Linked DNA regions of Mus musculus: region 2 is linked to region 1. A link is a contact called in public Hi-C data. All regions are on one chromosome and are shown on one strand. The core of a region is the stretch at or near the end of the contact, and the rest is flanking DNA. Distances in the headings are between cores, read along the strand shown. Region 1 holds the start of Snx17 (sorting nexin 17). Region 2 holds the start of Tmem129 (transmembrane protein 129).

Region 1 (5,664 bases), core at 2,935-5,434:
AAGCTGAGGTGGGAGGGTCATGAGTTCAAAGACACCTAGGCTACACAGTTCCAGGCCAGTACTAGCATAACTAGACGTCTCAAAAAAAGAAAGAAAGAAAGAAAAGAAACTCACAGAGGAGGTGACCCGCCAGCATCGCATTCGGGTAACACGGAAAGAGCCTTCACGGAGTTGCTGGCCTGGTAGTCGCAGCTGGAGACTGAGCTCACTGTTGCCTGCGCTCACCACAACAGGGCAATCCTTCTCTGGAAAGTCAGCCACACAGGCATCAAAGCGCAGATAGCCATAGTGCCGCAGAGTTTGGGCCAGCCGCAAGAACTGAAAAATGTTCACCAGGTGTGGTTAGTTACAAGACAGGGAGTAGCTCAGAGCTCGTAACCCTTACAGGGAGACAAGGCAAAAACCAGCTCACCTCCTTTTTGGAGACCTTCTCTTGCAGAGATTTGAGCTGCCGGTGCTGCTCTTTGGTGACCAGGATCCAGCCATGCTCAATGTCTGACACCGTCTACATACAGTGGAGACAACGAATGGAAAGTTGGGGATCCCAGTTAGTACTTCCAGTGAAGTGATCAAAGTGAGCTCTGAGCCGGGCGTGGTGGTACACGCCTTTAATCCCAGCACTCAGGAGGCAAAGGCAGGCAGATCTACAGATCTGAGTTCGAGGCCAGCCTGGTCTACAAAGTGAGTTCCAGGACAGCCAGGGCTACACAGAGAAACCCTGTCTAGAGAAAAAAAGTGAGCTCTGCTGTCATCGTGAGCTGAGAGCTAACTGCAGTGAGGCCTTGACCTTTTCAGTTTATAGAGTCAGTGTCAGGAGCTCTGACCAATATTCTAGGGACTTCCTCAGGACCTGGGAACCAGTCATGGAGTTTTCTTGGGAAAGTGGAATATGAGTCACCACTTCACGGCAAGAATTCTGAGTCAGCTCCAAACTCACCTGAGCATAAAGCAGGTTCAGGCCAACCCGGTTCTCCATGACATCGTCGTCATAGGCAGAGTCCCAATAACTGTGAGGTGGAAATGGGTCACAGGGCTAAGCAAAAGTAGAATGGAAAATGGGCAAGCGAACAATTGCAACTCTGGGGTAATCAATGGTGGAGCCGAACGAGAAGGGTGGGAGGTGTGAGTACAACATCCACTGCGGTTCCCTCGGCAAAGCTACTTCAGTATGAGGCCCAGCCATCCAGCCCACACCCTCTCCTGCTTTAAGGCTCTGCCCTGACCTCTTTCTGAGCACAATCTTATACTCTTGACTCCGAAGACTGGTAACAGAAACATAAGGCAGTTCAAACTCCTGCAGCTTCCGTACAACTACAGATTAAAAAAGGAAAGTGTGATCAGACTAAAGAGGAAGGAAAGCCATGGACCTGCTTGGAGGAAATGTCCCATTCTCACAGCAGGAACTCACTGCCTGAAGCGCAAGCAGTAAAGGACAGCGACACTCACAAGAAAAGGCTCCATCTTCTTTTTCTCGAACAAGGAAGAGACTAAAATATCCGATCAAGTCATCTGGAAGATCCAGCTTTGCAGCCACAGCCTGGGAACAGGAAGTACAACTTAACCAACCAGCTATTTTAGTGCAGAGCCTAGTGTGCCCTGGGCACTTGGGCTGTCTTCAACAACCACCTCACCTCCAGGACATCTTCTGTCTGGTCAGAAGTTAGCACAGTTACCAGAACTTTCTGTCCATTGCTGAGCAGCACTTCCAAGGAAACCTCCTCTGTGGGCACCTGTTGGGTCTCCTGTGTGAATAAATGAGATGGGGGGCACTGCCTTGTTAATGCAGGTCTAGGGTCCAGCTTAGATGCATCCCATTTTCCAAACTCCCTCCGGTATCATCCTTAAATAAAGGCTGGCCTTTTCTTGACTTCAGCGGTACAGTAGAAGGTTTGTTCCATTAAAAAAAAAAAAAAAAAAAAAAAGGTGCCAGGAAATACCCGTGTAATTAAAATGACATGATCCCCCATCAGGTCCCTCTCTTAAATATGGGTTCTACCCAAAGCCTTACCTGTTGGGCCCGACGTAGAAAGCTATTAAAAGTCTCACTGCTCCCAAGCAATGGGTCTTGCCGAACTGTGGAGTCAAGAGAACAATATTCTAGTAACTTAAGACTCACTGTAGGCTTCCCCCGCCCAAGTCCTCTTAGTAGGTCCCCCAACCCCATTTCCTGGGCTGACGGTGGCCTGCCACACCCCCAGCTGGCCTCACCTCACACACTGTTTGCATAAATTCTTCACCTGCCCCACCCTTGGCTGCCATCTAGTTGAGTCCAGTCTACAGAACTAGGGAAATAACAATGATGTTAATCTGAAGCACATGAGATACAAAGTTCTCCCCACAAATTCCTCGTAATTCTACTATTGTACTAGTATTTCTCACAGAGATAAGTTTCCACATTTCTTTACTAATATGGAAAGTTTAAAGTCCGTGATGGCTATTCGCTTTGCTGGTTAAGTAACATCAGACCAGAGACTTCCTAAATCTAACCATTAAGATGGGGCGTTTGACAGAGCCACCTGACTTCAATCTCTCCCCGTGCGCTCACAGCAGCCTAGAGTTTACCCGTGCACTCACCAGCTTGCATGTACTTCTCCAACTGCTCTCTCCTCTGCTCCACCTCTGCAGGGGTCAAAGAGAACAGCTTCTTTGGGGGGAATGCAGGAACCACGTTGGCCCCATACTCCTTCCGAAGCTATGGCGAGAAAGAGATACAATTCTTCACATAACACAGGAACTGAGTGGTGACAACTAAGACTCACCCAAGTCCTCCTGGGTTCTTCTAACAACTCTTTAAAAGACGTGTGACAAAAGATGACTTTGGCAGAGTCAGGACCCCCAAAGATCTTAGGTATAAATTCTTGTATGTGTTCATGTGAAGACATTATAGGGTGATTTTTCATGGGGTCCTGGGTCCAGGAGCCCTTTGATTTACATAGCAAGACTGCTCAGTAGAGAACATTTATAGGGAACACTTATGTGCACAGATAATAAAGTCATAGCATACTCAAGTGTGTTGAAGGGACTTTGCTGATCCAAGAATCTACTTTTTATCTGGAGAAACTGAGGCGGGAAGAAATTAACTTGCTCAGGACTGACATCTAGTAGAAACAGGGCTCTCTAGAGATTCACTATCTATACAGAGCTCACTATCTGGTGAGGGGGGAAACATTTGGACATCTTATACACTGATGGGACCAAGAACACACAAGGAAAGCAGCGAATGGTTTGTATTAATCCGGGGAATGAATTCCCAAGTTATAGTTTAGGTGCCAGAAGGAATGTGCTTTGACTAACAGGGTTCAGTTTTTCCATGCAGGGGCAAAGGATGAAAAAGGAGACAGCTCAGAGAAGGAAGGATGTGTGAGTATAGGGAAGTACAGGAACTGTGAGAGACAAGCCGCTCAGAGAGTTTCCGGAAATGTCACGCTAACAAAGTCCACCTTCCACTGTAGCAGTGATTATAGGGTGATGTAATGAAAGGGGATTAATGTCCGTGGGTATGGAAGGGCTTGAAGCTGCATCTAGACAGGGTTGTTAGTCCCACCTGCTCGTGCAGCCCCAGAAGCTGGCTGTAGCGCACCCGACAGTGCAGGACTCCATTCACGTGAATGTTATAGGCCTGAGGACACAAAAGCAGGCAAACATCTCAGGATCGACGTGCAAACCACCTCTTGCCCCAGAAACCTGTCCGGAAGTTGCCTGACATATCCGTCTGCGCAACGCTCCGAGACTTCCCGGGATTTAGCCTGTTTTTCCCCCAGGGCCGGGTTTCAAGCAGAAGGCCCAGTCCCGAGGACACTCGGGCGCTTGTGCGGCAGTATCCCTCCCGGAGATGACAATAGTGCCCACCGCCAGAGCAGTCGCGGCCTGGCCGGGGAAAGAAGAACCTATTGGAGCTTGGGGTGGCTTAAGTACGAAACTGAGACATGAGATGGCTTCCAGTGAGGTTCGAAGGCTGGAGGCCGCTCCGAGAGCTCCGGCCCGTTATCCCCGCCCTGGCCCAGCTTCTAGCACCTCCTCACCACGTAGGCGGAGCCGCCGCTGTCCCCACTGCGGGACTCCGTTTCAGGAATGGAAAAGTGCATGTTCCCTAAGGCAGAGCTCCGTACTACCAGGTTCGCAGCGCCTCTGCTCGCTTGCCTCTGCCACTCAGCGCGTCTCCGCAGCCCAGCTCGCCATTTTGGTGGGCCTGAACTCCGAGGTGGGAAGGCTGTAGGATGACGGCTCTGCGAGCAGCAACCTCGGCATGCTGGGAGCTGTAGTCGAGCGCCGGAGACGCTCCTAATTGGGAACCCAACATCCTTTGGTCCTCACCGCGACCCGTAGTCCTGGGCGGGACCCAGTGCACGCCGGAAGTTGTAGTCCGCTGGGGACTGACTCCGCGGGAGGCATCAGGGGAGCCAGCAGCCCAGGTGGCGCTGTAGTGTGAGTGACCTCGGCGGGAGGAGCCTAGGACCCACAGTCATGGCTGCGGTGGCGGTGGCTGTTCGCGAAGGTGAGTGAAGGGCTAGATGCACCAAGTGGTAGAAGAGCAGATGAACACTGGATCGCTGATGCGGGGTCCGGAGCGCCTTTGGGCCTTGCCGCCGGGTTTCTGCACGTCGCGGGACTCTGGTTTACAAGATCTAGGGCGCAGCAGGGTGCTGCTTGCCGGCTGTTCCCAGAAGGGTGACTGACCCTTTTCCTCCCACGCCTGTCCTTTGATCCTGCCGCGCAGTGCGTCCCCACGCGGATCCCAGAGCGCCTCGCGCCCGGCAGCCGAGCTGTGGTCATGCCAACCCAGCAGCCAGCTGCGCCGACGAGTCTCCCCAAGTCCTCCCGGAGCCTGTCTGGCTCACTCTGTGCCCTGTTTTCTGATGCAGAATCGAGATCCGAGATGAAGACTGAACTTTCTCCTCGGCCCGGGGTAAGTGAGGGAGAGACCTCCTAAGTCGCCTGTCAAGAGCTACACAGAAAGCTGTGTCACCTTCATTTGGCCCCATCTCCCATCCTTTTCAGTTCATCTCTTAGTAGAACTGGGAGATTTTACAGAGCTTAACGGTGTGTGACTATGACTGAAGAAGTTTCTCTCCTTACTTACGTAGACTTGTAACAGAAGTCAGAGAGTGTTAGGAACTTAACCTTGGGGGAATCTAGTAAGCATCTTGATAAACCTTTGGAATGGCCTGGGGTAGAGCAGTTCCCGTGTCTGTGTCTCAGGCAGCAGGGCGGGAGTTGACCCAAGAAGAGAAGCTTCAGCTTCGAAAAGAAAAGAAACAGCAGAAGAAGAAACGGAAGGAGGAAAAGGGGGCAGACCAAGAAATTGGCTCTGCTGTGTCTGCAGCTCAACGGCAAGGTGCGGGGACGCTTTAAACGGCCGGGGGTAGGATGCTGGATGAGGGATTTGCAAAGGGAGATAGAACAAAGTTGGTTTGAGCAAGTACAAAAGCGGTTACTTGGAAGGCAGAGCCTGATGGTGCTGGCTGGTGGTGGCTTACAGCACACCTTTAACCCCAGCACTAAGGCCAAAGCAAAGGCAGGTGGATCTCTGATGAATTCCAGCCTCAGTCAAAAAAGGAAAAAAAAAAAAACTTAGATAAGGTAAAAGGGAAACTAAGGCCAAAGCAAAGACAGGTGGATCTCTGATGAATTCCAGCCTCAGTCAAGAAAGGGAAAAAAAATAGA
Region 2 (5,578 bases), core at 2,381-4,880, 2.5 Mb before region 1:
CCAAAAGGAGCCTCACGCTTATTGGTCATGTTAGGACTTAAGATCCTGTGTGTCTGTGGATCCCGAGGTGGTGTCTGGAACGTCACCTAGTGAAAGTCGAGGAGAGTGCATATGCTCCATGATACACGCCCTCACAAGCAAGCCAACCTGCTACAGTGCAAGGCTCTCAGAAAGCCAGTCCCAGAGTACCTGAGGAGCATACACAGTACAGTCCGCACTTACATTTGTGGCCTTAGCCTGGCTCTGGGGTGGTACATTTTCTTTCTGTGACAGACAAAGAACAGATGATCTGCCGGTAAGTTCTGGTGGCAAAAACTGGAAATCACGGCACTGTGAACTCTTTTCATTGGGCACGTTTTCGTCATTTAAGACATGCAGACTCATTCTGGGAAAACAGTATGTTTTAGTCACTAGGAAGTCAATGATGCTGCAGCGTATGTACAGAAATGCCCCGTGAGCATAGCAGGGAGATGTTCTATTTCTGGACAGGTAGAGCTAGTACCCTTTACAGGTATACTTAATACTTCAAGTAGGTGTCATCTTCCAGAGAAAGCCTCAGAGTCCCTTGTATTGCATCAAGGATACTGCTACTTCCTGAGCCAACTGCTAAAAGGGTTCAGGCAGAGAAGGAAAGAGAACCAGGTGTTCAAAATGACTCCCATTAATGTATTACACTGTAAGACAAGAGTTAGGGGATATAATTTTGGTTTGAAGAGAACCAAAGTAATAGGGTGGTAGTGGAGCACACCTTTAATCCCAGCACTTGGGAGGCAGAGGCATGGGACCATGGATTCTTGTGGGTGAAACCTTGGGGGCTCTGGTTGAGGAGTAAGGAGAGGTACTGGGGAGGGAGGTCATCAAGAGAAGCTATTGCTGACTCTGCTCTAGGAGCCTTGAGGAAATGAGGGAGAGGGACAGAACCAGAGGTTCCCTTAGCAAAAGAGAGGTAGACTAGGTTGCTCAGCAAGGTACACAGGTCATAAAGTAGAGAAAACAAATCAAGAGCAATGTTTAGGATTTTTTTCCCAGAAAGCATGAGGAAAGGGCACTGAAATGGATGTGGAATTTACAAGCATAGGCCTCTGGGCTGTACAGCCTCAGGTGAAGTCTTTCAGGCAAGAAAGCAGAACAATCGGTTCAGCTTTTGCTTCGGATGGGATGAGGGTTGGAGGTGTGTGTGAAGGGGAGGTCAAAGGTTGACAGGAGGTGTTTTCTTCAATTGTTCTCCACCTTGTTAGACTAACTGACCCAGGAGCTCACCAATTCAGCAAGACAATCTGGCCAGGGAGCTCCAGGGATCCTCCAGTCTGCCTTCCCAGTGCTAGGATTACAAATGGGTGCAGCCACACCACACAATTTAGGTGGGTGCTGAGGATCTGACGTCAAGTCCTCATGCTCATTTGTCAAGCACAATACTGTCTGAGCCATGTCCCCAGCTCCTGGAGGGAGTTCCTGGAGACAAAAATTGACAAGCCAGATTTGGGTTCTGTCTTAGTCAGGGTTTCTATTCCTGCACAAACATCATGACCAAGAAGCAAGTTGGGGAGGAAAGGGTTTATTCGGCTTACACTTTCATACTGCTGTTCATCACCAAGGAAGTCAGGACTGGAACTCAAGCAGGTCAGAAAGCAGGAGCTGATGCAGAGGCCATGGTGCAACAGCAGCAACAAAACTTCCCTATGTTCCCTGCCCCACCTCTAGTCACTCCTGCACCAAGAAGACATCAGAACCTGTACTGGCTAGTTTTGTGTCAACTTGACACAGCTGGAGTTATCACAGACAAAGGAGCTTCAGTTGAGGAAATACCTCCATGAGATCCAACTGTAAGGCATTTTCTCAATTAGTGATCAAGGGGGAAAGGGGGAAAGTGTTCATTACTGGCTTGCTTCCCCTGGCTTGCTCAGCCTGCTCTCTTATAGAACCCAAGACTACCAGCCCAGAGATGGTCCCACCCACAAGGGGCCTTTCCTCTTGTTCTGATGTCTTCATGGTGCAGGAGTGACTAGGGGTGGGGCAGGGAACATAGGAAGTTTTGTTGCTGCTGCTGCACCTGTCCTTCTGAGAACAAGTATGGGGTCAAATCACCTATGGGAGATGATAAAGCTCAAGTTGACTGATGGTCTCTGAGGTGAAGTTTGAAGGTTGAAGGAGAAAGAAACATCTCCCACCTCGAACAGTGCATGGACAGAAGTGTACAATCAAGCGATCATGACTGGAAATATGCATTGCTGAACCAAATTGTATAGGTATAGGCATGAGGTCATTCTGGTAGCTAAAGTTGAGGAAAAAGGCCTTAGCCTTAAAGGACTCTGTTCAGAGAAGGATGCAATAGAGAAGGGAAACTTATCAGGACCATCTGGAGTTGGAAAGAAAGCGTTTCCAAGAGAAGCCATTTATTTTGAAGTTGTGGTCAGGCTGTACGGAAGGAGGACTTAGAGGCACAGACCCAGGAACAAGAAATATCCCTGGGTTCAGGAAGACAGACGACAGACAGAATAGTTTCGCAGAAAAGATGGAGTAAGAGACTTGGGGCGACGGATGTCCCTGGCTCTGAGACGCGATTCTCCTACACGACACGCTCGACCAGAACAGGAACCAGCACGGCCTCTTTGGAGGCCATCAACTGGGTCAGACCGAGATCACTGGCAGGCCGGCCTGCAAAGCCCAGCCCACGGGCAGGTTCCTGTCCTGCCTAGGAGGCTAGGTGCATCCCCTGAGTTTAGAACAGAGGAGGCTGGAGTGAGGGGTGGGTCCTCAACAAAGGGAGAGAGCGAAGCTGCGGAAGACAGGAACGGTAACTCAGCTCGCAGGAATCAAGTTCCGTGGGGCTGATCCCCACCCTGCGCCCGAGGGAAATAAAAAATCGCCGTTTCCCTTACCTGACTACGGTTGCCAAGCCCTGGGCCCGCGCGGACGCCCACCGCAAGGGAGGAGCGCCGTGCCCGCTTCGCGCTAAGAAAACGGAGCAGGAGAAACCCAGCCGAAGGAACCCCAACAAGGTCCGCTCTCGCAGTCCCGGAACGTCGTCCGCTACGCCCGCCCCAGATTCAAATACCGAAAGTTGGCGTTCCACAGCCAATCAGCGCGTTGGAGAAGAGGCTTCCGTAGAGCCACCTGTGGCCAATTGCAAGCCATACTGGTCCCGCCCTTCTTGCGCAGGGAGTTCCGCTTCCGGGACTGAGGGCACAGTGGGAGCGTTGGGGCGTATGGGAACTGTGGTCTAGCATCGGGGGCCGAGAGGGCTTGTTGGTAGCCAGTGACTGTGAGAGCCATCATGGCCCAGAAAATCTCATGGTCGGCCGCGAATGCGGTTGGAAACCAGTTCGCCCTGGCTCGGTTTTTCTCAGCTGTTAAATGGACCCAGTTGCAGTGTCTCCTCCGAGCTGTTTGTAAGGGAGAAGTTGAACCCTTACGGGGGGTGTCTGGGCGGCTCACAGCTTGTGGGTCAGCGTAGGGTCCGAGAACTCCCCACTCAGAATGCCGGGGGCGGCCTCGCGAGACTCTGACTCCCAGGGTGCCCTTCGGGTCAACCCAACAGGGAAATTGTCTCCCACAGTGCCCCGCGGGCAGCCTGAGGAGGGGACTCCATTTCCTAGAATGCTTTGCGGGTGCCTGGACAGGAGGCGCTCAGATTCGCAGGATGCCCCGCCAGTAGCCGGACTTGGACTCCGTTTCCCAGAGTGCCCCGCGGGCGATCTGACGGCGGTGGCTGCGGCAACAAACCAACTGTCCAGAACTGGACTCTCCTGCCTCTGCACGGCCCAGTGAGCGGTGGCGGGATGGACAGCCCTGAGGTGACCTTCACGTTGGCCTACCTGGTCTTCGCAGTGTGCTTCGTGTTCACGCCCAACGAGTTCTACTCGGCCGGGCTCACAGTGCAGAATCTGTTGTCGGGCTGGCTGGGCAGCGAGGACGCCGCCTTCGTACCTTACCACCTTCGCCGCACTTCCGCCACACTACTGTGTCACTCACTGCTGCCGTTAGGTGAGCCTCCTGTGTGCCGGCCGGTGGTTGGCGCTTAACCGGGCGCTTGGAGACTCCAAGGGTGAGGAACTGGAGCAGAAGCCGGTCAAGATCATGAACAAGCAAGCGGGATCTCTGCAGCCCTGGCTGTGAGCTGAGCGCTCTAGAGCACCATACGCTCTTCCAGTTGGGAGGCGGCGGCCCTGGCGCTGTCCTGCGAGTGGTGCTCGGGTGGGGCTAAGCTCCAGTCTTTGACATCACTGCGGCTGGAGTGCAGAATCGTTCAGCCTGCTTGCTATGTTGGACGATTTCTATAGGAAAGAGCTCCTGTTGATTTCATTACAACAGGGGTTGGAGAGATCCCAGGGGAAGGTGGGTGTAAGAAGAGCAGGCAGAGATGAAGACGGTCAAGGTTGGGAATGTTAATGGAGCGTTTCCTTTGCCGGGCTAGGTCTATGGCCCTGTCCAAGGCCATGGTATGTGGTGCCCCAAGTGCTAGTGGGACCTCGGAGAGGCCCATCTGTTGGCTGATTGGAGGAAAGGTTGGGGAAACTGCTGGAATATAGCAGTGATTGAAGTCTGGGATCCAGATGAAGGAGACCTTTGGAAGCTACAGGGACAGGGAAAGATAGATCTGGGAGAACACATGTCTGCTTGTCTGTCATACTTGCAGCTCTGGGCACAGGAATGATTGGTGTGAAGCAGCTGCTTAGGCTCCAGAGAGGCAGAGGCAGGTGTGGTAATAGAAACACTCAGATCTGTTTTGAGAAGAAGGAGGGTGGAGAGGACTCCTTTGGAGAACTGGAGATGGAGTTGGCATGGTCATGTAGTTTGGTTTGGAGACCTAGTTAGTACACTGCAAGGCATATCAAGAGTGTGGGGCTCTAAGGCAGGACTCCTGACCAAGGGCTGTCCAGTGGGCACTCCCATACCAGAACAAGGAACCCAAAGTTAATAAGCACAAGTCACTCAGGGAGGTCATATTGAGAGCAGACAGACGGTGGAGCTGTCTTCTGTTGCTACATAACAAGTTATTTTAACATGTAGTGAATTGGCTAGAAGTAAACAGTTACTATTGTTTTTTGCAGATTGGAGCCTGCTCAAACAGTACCTTACCATCTGCAGATCATTTTGATGTTCAAGTTGCTCCCTGTTGGGTTAACAGGGCTCTGAAACTGGTTTCTCTGTTCTAGCAAGGTGCCCTATCACTGGGTACTTGCTCATTTTCTTGTTCAGTGTCCCAGCTTTGAGATGGGCTATGTTGGCTCTGCCTCCTCAGAGGAGGCAAAATTGAGATACCAAGATACAGCCCAAAGAACTGTCTCAAGTAGGCCAGTGGTCAGTTTATGTAAAGTCGTTTCCTTTTGGTTTTCTAGGAAATTTTTGTTTATTTGTTTGTTTTTCTTTGTGTATCCATGGCTGTCCCAGAACTAGATCAGTAGATGAGGCTGGCCTCAGATCCACCTGCCTCTGCCTCCTGAGTGCTGGGATAGAAAGCATGAATCACCACTAACCAGCAGCTTTGATTTTATTTGATTTCTACTTGGCTTTGTCTGTGAAGTTATAGTAGTAAATTGCAAATACTTTCCTCTAATATGAGGTACCATTGCTCTGG

Evidence for each region. Hi-C and Micro-C count contacts between places; a contact is called where the count stands out from the background.
Region 2: a contact with region 1 is called in a Hi-C map of neutrophils, with 8 times the contacts expected there. The contact joins the promoter of Tmem129 here to the promoter of Snx17 in region 1. A contact is called at or near these places in 6 of 39 promoter capture datasets (the C10 cell line, hippocampal neurons, liver and 2 more), 13 of 484 Hi-C or Micro-C datasets (CD4 T cells, CD8 T cells, LSK cells and 8 more), 12 of 115 datasets of contacts at active chromatin or transcription factors (Th17 cells, astrocytes, cardiomyocytes and 7 more) and 3 of 9 other capture datasets (adipose tissue, liver and macrophages).

The regions. Positions count from the first base shown.
Region 1 is chr5:31,191,824-31,197,487 of GRCm38.p6, reverse strand. Snx17 (sorting nexin 17) reads right to left here and starts at 4,184. Exons shown (of 15, transcript NM_153680.2): 1 at 4,023-4,184; 2 at 3,545-3,619; 3 at 2,575-2,692; 4 at 2,009-2,073; 5 at 1,632-1,742; 6 at 1,447-1,537; 7 at 1,224-1,311; 8 at 938-1,007; 9 at 413-505; 10 at 115-318. The coding sequence starts at 4,085. Eif2b4 (eukaryotic translation initiation factor 2B, subunit 4 delta) reads left to right here and starts at 4,349. Exons shown (of 13, transcript NM_010122.2): 1 at 4,349-4,495; 2 at 4,863-4,906; 3 at 5,200-5,335. The coding sequence starts at 4,465.
Region 2 is chr5:33,656,029-33,661,606 of GRCm38.p6, reverse strand. Tmem129 (transmembrane protein 129) reads left to right here and starts at 3,630. Exons shown (of 4, transcript NM_026698.3): 1 at 3,630-3,984. The coding sequence starts at 3,780. It overlaps Tacc3 (transforming, acidic coiled-coil containing protein 3), which reads right to left and starts at 3,479. Exons shown (of 15, transcript NM_001040435.3): 1 at 2,880-3,479; 2 at 223-385; 3 at 1-86. The coding sequence starts at 384.